2 separate regions of the Capsicum annuum genome follow, and region 1 is linked to region 2. A link is a contact called in public Hi-C data. All regions are on one chromosome and are shown on one strand. Each heading gives the region's core, a stretch centred on a gene start, on an enhancer-like site or on the middle of the called end of the contact. The rest is flanking DNA. Distances are from core to core; before and after follow the strand shown. Region 1 has its middle 22 kb from the start of LOC107860316. Region 2 holds the start of LOC107860315.

The links. Hi-C and Micro-C count contacts between places; a contact is called where the count stands out from the background.
Region 1: a contact with region 2 is called in a Hi-C map of bud, with 3 times the contacts expected there. The contact joins the enhancer-like site here to the promoter of LOC107860315 in region 2. A contact is called at or near these places in 3 of 5 Hi-C or Micro-C datasets (bud, leaf and placenta).

Annotation. Positions count from the first base shown.
Region 1 is chr2:146,468,831-146,473,075 of UCD10Xv1.1, forward strand. No RefSeq gene overlaps it. Among protein-coding and RNA genes, the nearest start is that of LOC107860316, 22 kb to the right of the region's middle. Within about 2 kb of position 1,716, at least 1 of the 5 cell types and tissues checked has an H3K27ac peak or open chromatin away from gene starts, as enhancers often do.
Region 2 is chr2:146,417,081-146,421,257 of UCD10Xv1.1, forward strand. It overlaps LOC107860315, which reads left to right and starts at 1,682. Exons shown (of 6, transcript XM_016705630.2): 1 at 1,682-2,027; 2 at 3,012-3,247; 3 at 3,340-3,598. The coding sequence starts at 1,998.

The DNA of each region.
Region 1 (4,245 bases), core at 466-2,965, 52 kb after region 2:
GTTAAGTTGGAAAAGTTGATAATGATGTAGATTTAAGTGTCTTTTTGGCAAATTATTCAACAAGTTTGAACTTTGGCAAAATAGTTTTCCATAGTGTCCTTTTGGTAAACTTGCCCTGAATACAGACTATTGATAAAATCGAATACAGCGATCGTAAACTGAATACAACGGCTATAATGATAATTACGTAAAATATAGCTATGAAAGGTGAGTTTTACAGTAAACTCTCAGAGAGAGAAAAAGTTTGAACTAATTAATGATCAAACAAAACTTTTTTTAATCCAAATAGTAACTTAACACAAATAAATTTGAACGGTGGAGGGAGTCTATCGTTTTAAATATGGCTGAAGAAAGTAAGCAGGATACTGCATGGACGGTGCATTATACTTTACAATAACTTTAGTTAGCTGGTGCCAAATCCCTTGATTATATTAATATGACGTTACATTCCTATTGTCTGAATTTTATAAGTGGATACTATTTGAGTTAAGGATCTACCTACGGATCTGCTCTAATTTCCACCAGAATTATCATTGAATATCGAATTGTATGAACTATGATCATTTAATCCACAAGTTTGAAAATGCCGTTATACTTTCTTGTGTGCTAACTGCTAATATTACTCAATACATTCCTCAAATTTAACATTTTTAGTATGATCGCTCACGTGCAAACTTGATTCGTTTTTATGAATTAAAGCGGGCGGTGGATTCTTTAAAGTAAAAGGTGATCATCTAATTTGTGTACTCAGGACTTGACCTGCATGCCTTAATACGAAATCAGTGCAATTAAAATAAAAAGTTTGCTAGATAGGTAGCGGACTTCACGTTCTCATGCCTTTCTGCATATGTACCTGGTCTTGTAAAGAAAAAAAATGTAGCTGTACTCAACATTGAATGTACCTAGACGTTCTTAATGTCTTTGGGGGGTTTGTGTGTGTGGGTGGGGGCGGGGGTGGGGGTTAGGGGATTGGAGGGGTGGATGATTAAATGGGGTGCTTGGTTAATTAAACTGACAAGTTACACACCCATGTGTTCATAAGAGACCAATAACTTGCTAACAAAGCTTGACAGAGTCGCCAAGAATTAAGATATATATTTAATTGTTTATTCAAAGATTTTTTTAAATATGTTATTTCTTTGGGTCAAATGATTAAAGAAAACCTTGACATAGAGTTGTTTAGTAGGAGGGATAATGGATAATTAATTTTAAGTTGAACTTATTTCATGTTTAGTTGAGATAAAATTCATGAAATACCTCATCCTAGAATTGTAATGTTACTTTTATCTCTTATTGAGTGTGAAATAACTAATCCAAAGCTAGCTAATTTTGAAATAACTTATTTTCATCTAAACGATCCTAAATCTTAGAGAAAAGGACACCGAGACAACGTCATATATTATTAGTACTGTATCGTCCTCCTTTTTAAAATTTTAAGGAATAAATTGAATTGACATTTACCAACCGTACGTCAAATGAATCTTAAAAGTTACTAGGAGTATTATATATGAAAAGACAAAATTAGGTACAATACTAGAACAGTAGTAGTGTTTCTAAGAAAGAAAAAGTACACATGAAGTTGAACTTCGAGTTTAATTTGGAGTTCTGACATCTGACCCCACTATATATAAAAATAATTTAGGGATAGTGGTAGTTAAGTTAGTTTATGTTTAAGGCATAAGCAGTCTTAAACCCCACATTGATACGTGAATTACGTTATTTTTAATGATAAAGATACGCTTAGTAAATTAATTGCCTAGGCTAGTAGGTTGTCCAGGCCTAGATTCTCTGGGGGTCGTTTTATACGTAGATAATGAATAATAATCTCAAATTAAAATACAAAATTATTTTTATCATATGTTCAATTAATTAGCTAGAGATATTAAATAATCTCAAAATTATTTATCCAATTAAAATTATATAATTAGTTACGTCATATAAATATTGAAATAAATTTATCTATCTTATTCCCATATCAAACAATCCTAAGTTTCGTATTTCTTTTCTTTATATATAAAAAAAAAAAAAAACATTGGACCCATGGGCCATGTCACATGGAGACAGAGGTTCGTGGGTTGATTAACAAAATCAGCAAGTTGAAGCATGCGCATTAGAGAGTACGGCTTAGATTTCTGTTTGTCCTAATATAATTTAATATTACTAATACTTTTTTGATTAGGGCTAATAGTGTTAATTAATTAAGAGATCTAGCTTGGACCCATCAACTAATTGGGAGGTTGAAAATGACAGCACACTATTAGTGGAGATTCTTGATTTTGACAAAGCTTAAAGAGGGAAGTGATTTTCTAGTCAAAGGAAAATTAGTCAAAATTAAAGTAGTGTACTGAAACCATGGCCAACAGAGCTAAATTATACTATTTGCTTGTTTATCTCTTCCTAATTCTAATGATTTTTGGCACAACTATTTTTTCAGGTTATGGTAAACAAGGGATTAAGGGATGTTTAGCTGTAAAGCCCATTGAAAAAAGAAGTATGACCAGACAGCACAGAAAGAGGCTGCCTACTATTAGTACTGAAGAAGGTCATAGTCCAGGTGTGGGACATAAGCCTCAGAACTAGCTAGCTAACTTGTTCTTCCTGTTTTGTTCAGTATTTTTTTGGTGTGTGTGTGTTGTATTCCTGAACAAGCATAAGTTATTAGGATTTGAGGATTGCTGTTGTTCGATGTGATCACATCAGGGATAATAGAACTGTGGTTTTGCTCAGGTGTTTTGACAAAACTCAATAACTTTAATCTAGAACCTTGTGCTTATGGTTAAAATCTAAGTTTCGCCTCAAATTCCATGTGATTTGAAGTATAGTATTGTACTCAACTTGATATGTATGAAGATTGATCGTCCTTCAAACGGTGATGGCTTCCAAATATACACGTGTATATTGTTAAAATATTCTTATTTATATTTTTGTCACTTCTATTAAAGTCAAAAGAGAAGAGGGTAATACATAAGAGGGGCAAAACTTTGGACTAAACATGCAGCACAACGAATGGACATAATCAACCAATTTTAGCAGCAGTAGTGTGAGCTTCTAAATGTGTAGTGGAAAGCTAGACTGGCAGTCTAAACTCTTAAAATTCAGCCAACCATAAACTCAAGAGAATATACCTCAATTCATAGTGTAGTGTAATAATAAATTATACTCCTTCGGGTTTCATTTTATATGATACATATGAATGAATGTGATATTGAGGTTAAACTAATATTTATATTTACAAAACAATACAAATTATATAGGTAACATGAAACATTTCATAATAAGTATAAATTGAACAGGAGGAAGTACCTAATATATTGATATAATTACAGTGCAATATCTTTCCGTGATCTTGGTAAATTTATATAATTAAAAAATAGCCAGCAAAATGGAAAATTTTGCATATTTGAGTATAAATGTACATATAATATACACATTATTTATATAAACATACACAATCAGTATATATGTTCTATATATTTTGACTAGCCACACGTAAATTACACAAATACACAATTTATGTTTTTAATATTACAAAAAATCTCAACTTCCTAAACATATTACAAAAATTCGGCTATGTTATGTATATTAATAGGGAGAGAGAATAAAGTAATTTAAAAAGTAGTGAGAGAGTGTAATTACTTTCAAAAGGGTTGGTATTTATGTTATTTATACAAATTACAAAATAAAACAACTTATCTTTCATTAATTACAAAAAATCCAAACTTCTCAAACTTATTACAAAAATCTCATTTTTGGTGTTTCTCTCTCAAAAAGTAAATACACATAAGTAAGATGTATTCTTTCACCATTTTCACCCTTAAAACTCTCCTAAAATCAAGCATCGGTTACCATTTTGAATACAACTGTACTTGGCTCCAACTTACAACATTAAATTTTATCTTAATCTCCATTGATTATTCTGATTTTTAAGTGTTGAGGTTGGTATTTTTTTTCATCATTTACTGAATCGATTTTTGAGGATTTTTGAATGAAGTAATTGTTGCATGTTCTTATTAAGTGTTTTTTGGGGTTTCTTCTTTAACAAAATTTTTGAAATCGTCCATTTGAAGTACGAGATTAACAACTTAGTGCTTTGTTAATGGAGCGTTCTCCTTAATTCAATTTTGTGATTTTTCGAAAGAACAAATTGTTGCATGTTCTTATTAAGTTTTTTGGGGGGGTTTTAATTTAACAAAATTTGGTTGTTATATCATTATTGTTCCTTTTTTGTTTCAAAATCGTCCATTT
Region 2 (4,177 bases), core at 432-2,931:
TGATAGATAATAGGCATATATATTTGCTCATTAAACTCAGTGAGATAATCTCTCGTTAAAAATTTAAAGGAATGACGACAAGTAATCAAGTAGTACTCAAATACACATTCTTGGGGTCATTATATTAGTGGTAGTGCACCTAAGAAGCACCCCACCAATAATTTAATGTTAGTTGTGTTTTGATTTTTTCCTTTCTATATTTTGAAAATTCCTAATTTTTATTAGTTTAGGAATATTTTATTGTCCGAATAAACTTGGAAAAGAATAATATATTGCCTTTGTAGATAGAAAAACCTTTTTTTTTTATATATATTTTAAAAAATTCATAATTTCTTTTGATTTAGAAAGTTTCTTGTCCTAGTAAATTTGGAAAGAAAAACATAAATTGAAGAATCTTTCTCTTATAGGTTTGAAATTACTTGCAATTTATATATAAAATTTGTGACTACCTTTTCCTTTTATGGTTAAAAACTTTCCCAACTTCTATTTTTGTGCGACAATTAAGCTTAGCTACACCTTAATTAAATAATTATAAATTCATTTTCTCTATTTTGCTTTTGTGAGTCATTGTGTACTGGCTAACATTCTAAACTTTAATTTTTACTTATCATATTTCACTTAATACATTCATTGAGAAAATAATTATTAGTTCTGATCATTTTATGATAATACTCCTATTAATTGATGATTGTTATTGTGTCTTAAATTAGTTTGAGGAATATGTTAGGTTCGAAATCGAGAGTGCATCATGCAGAAGCTAATAGCTGCAGACTATTGAGACGATAAATAAAATGGCAAGAAAAATATACTAAAACATAATATTATTGGTATGATTAGGCTAATAGGCCTACATATTAAAAATCTAAATAAAAAACATAAAAATTAATTGAGAAAAATTTTCTCTAAACAAAACTTTTAAAGACTACATTGTGATAGAGTTGTGTTATGACTTGATAAGAGAAATCTTCGGTTACAAAATCCTTCTTCTACGAACGAATAAACCTAATAGAAATCTAATAGGAAAGAGATCTTTTTCTACTAGGAAATATTTTTCACTAAATTTTTTTTGAAGTAAAATACAATTATGGTAGAATCCAAGTAAGGTAGGAAATTCAAGAAAAACTTAAGGTAAAATGGATTTTATTTATTTATTTTTTTATCTTTTTTCATATGTCAAAAATGACAAGTTAGTGGAAATTCAATTAGGAAATATTTCCTTTATTTCAAAATAATCGACTCTATACTATTATTAAGAAAATATTTATTAGGAGTTTATTTAATTAAATTAGTCTTATTAATTATATTTTAAAAATATAAATTTAATTATATACACATTATATAGTTATTTTAATAAAAGAATATCAATATTTTTTTTATTTTTTAAATAGAATAATTAATTGAAAACAAACTTTTAACAAGATGATGAATTAAAACGAAAAGAACGGAATAACCATTAAAATTGGTATAGTGGTTCAGCGCTATGTCTTTTAAGCAAGAGATCGAGGGTTTGATCCTCATCTCTAGCGACTAGACTAGCGAATAGAGTAAACTCTATGTCAAGTTTTCTACTGTAAAATGTGCTGACTGAAGAATGAAGGATTAGTCTCGTAATTATCGAGCGCAGGCTACTTGGAAAAAAAGAAAAGAAAAGGACGGAATAAGTAAACAGTAAATTTGAAGGAGGAGACTATAGACATGTTTCCACATAATTCTGTCCTAGAAAATCTAAATTGAAAGAGACCATCAGCAGCAAAACTTGAGAGGTGTTTCTTTCTTGATGCGAGTGCACTTCCAGCTGTTGACCCTTTAAAGCCCTCTTCCTCAAACCCTCTGCTTCCATTACATACACAGCTGATACATACATAAAGCACAGGCATTTGAACTGCTGAGTATATATATACTGTGAGAAAAAGGGGCCAACAGTAGTTCAAGATTTTGAGTTTTCTATACACCCTTTTCATTTTTCTTTGTTTATTTACTTACAAGTAGGAGATAAGATGGTTGAGGAAATTTGTTTCTTTGCAAAGGTTTGTGCTTTTAACTTTTCCATTCTAGTTTTTCATTCTAAACATTTGTGTTCCCTTTTCCTTTTCTGTAGCTCTTTTTGAGTATGTTAAGCTGAGATCCAGCTGAAAATTTGTTCTTTGGAATTGGGTAATTTACATTCTTGTTTGAGCTGGAAACACAGCTCCCCCCTCTTGTTGTTGGGTTCTTTGTTGGTGCCACAGTGAATGTTTTGGTGGATTCAAACTTAAAGTTATCTTGGAGTATATTCTTGTTGACAAAAATAATTTCACTATTATTTGTGCAGTACTTCGTGTGGAAACAGTGGAAAAACTTGTGCATCCTCTTGTATTTGTTCTTCGGATTTCTGATTAAAACGTTTTCAACTTCAGCAGAAATTTTGAATACTCTTTTTTTCCCTTTTTGATAACTTAACTGTGGTGTCCGGGCCAGATTGGATACCTGTCTCCTCCCCCCGGCAACAGGTACCAGCTAACTCTGTATACCATTGTAGAACAGATGAGAAGAAATCATCTGGTGTTTGTCTCATTTGGAAATTGAACCTAGACCTCATGGTGTGCAACCCACTTCATTGGACGACTGGGTCACACCCTTGGTTGTAGAAATTTTGAGTTTTCTAAGTTCAAGTAGATATAAATTTTACTTATTCATATACTTTCAGAGACAACTAGCTGAGTATAACTTATCTTGTAACCTAATTTGTGCCGGTGGTATTGCTTTCCCTTGAAATACTTGTTCTGTTTTTCCCTTTGCAGTCACTAATTGGGATTGTTTATCTCTTCTTTCAATAAATAAATCACCTTTCTTTACAATTTGGTTATGGTTTTATTGTTCCTTATGTTGTAGCTTTTTAATTGAGCTTATAAACCCAAAGGTAACTTGTATCTTGCTTAATCTGTGGTATAAGGTTAAAGTGATAAGTAACTTCGCCTTTGTCTTTTTCTTTCCAGTTTCATATTGAATATTGGCTTGTATTTGAATGACAGGATAGTATCATCATAAAACCTCCCAAGAAGTCTCCAGCATTGTTAAGGATGGTGGTTGTAGCTTTTACGCTGATCTTTGGTATTTATATCTGTTCAATTTGTCTTAAACAAACTAACATGGAGAAAACGAGCAAATACTTGAACATTGAAGTCATAGAAAGGCCTTGTCATAACTATGACATGGATCGATCCCAAATTCCATACGTGCATTATCCGAAGCCAAAAACCTTTAGCCGGTATGTAGTTGAGAAATTTCGGTTTGATTCTTAAGCTTTCGTCTTACACGAATTTGCCTGGACTCAATTCACCTCCATTTTATTTGATTTAGGAACGAATGTGGCTGTAATCCTGTACGGCTCTTTGCCATTCTCTCAATGCAGAGGTCTGGGAGTGGATGGTTTGAGACACTATTGAATAGTCATATGAATGTAAGCTCCAATGGTGAAATATTCTCTGTCAAAGATAGGAGAGAAAATGCTTCTTCAATCCTGAGGACATTGGACACAGTTTACAATTTGGACTTCTTTACGAGTGCTTCCAAAAATCATTGCTCGGCTGCAGTGGGCTTCAAATGGATGTTTAATCAGGTAATAACTTTTTGTTACCTTAAAAGTGTCCCTTGTCATGCTTCAGATTCTATATGTTGGAAAGCTTGAAGGTAGAGATGAATATGGAGTAGTTAAGGCCTCTCTTGAACTCCTTACGACTCCAGAGTTTTTCCAGATAGTTAACTGTGACTCCACATCGCCAAAGTATTTCCCCTTTTGAAAAGGGGAAAGGTCCTCTTGAACTTGTAGCCTGGGGTAGAAGGTCAAGTTTTACTTGTTGAAAAGAATTAATTATTACAAGAGAGCTTCTCTTTGGAGAATCCCTTTGCTACACTCGACTTAAAGGAACCTGCGAACTCATTCACAAGGAAACTCATATGCATTCCATCGAGAAACTGGAAAGCTTCACCAAACTGTTAAGACTAATTGTCTAAATGACATGTTTAGTGATGATCTGAGAGATAAAAAGGGCTAAGAACATCTATACCTGTCAAGATATTGCAATTAATAGATGCTTTTATCACCTAAAACTGTTCGTTCGTTGTTCTGCATATGGCTTGGATTGATGATAGCCGAACACTCACGCACTCATGGAGGTGTTGGCCACTATTTCTGTTT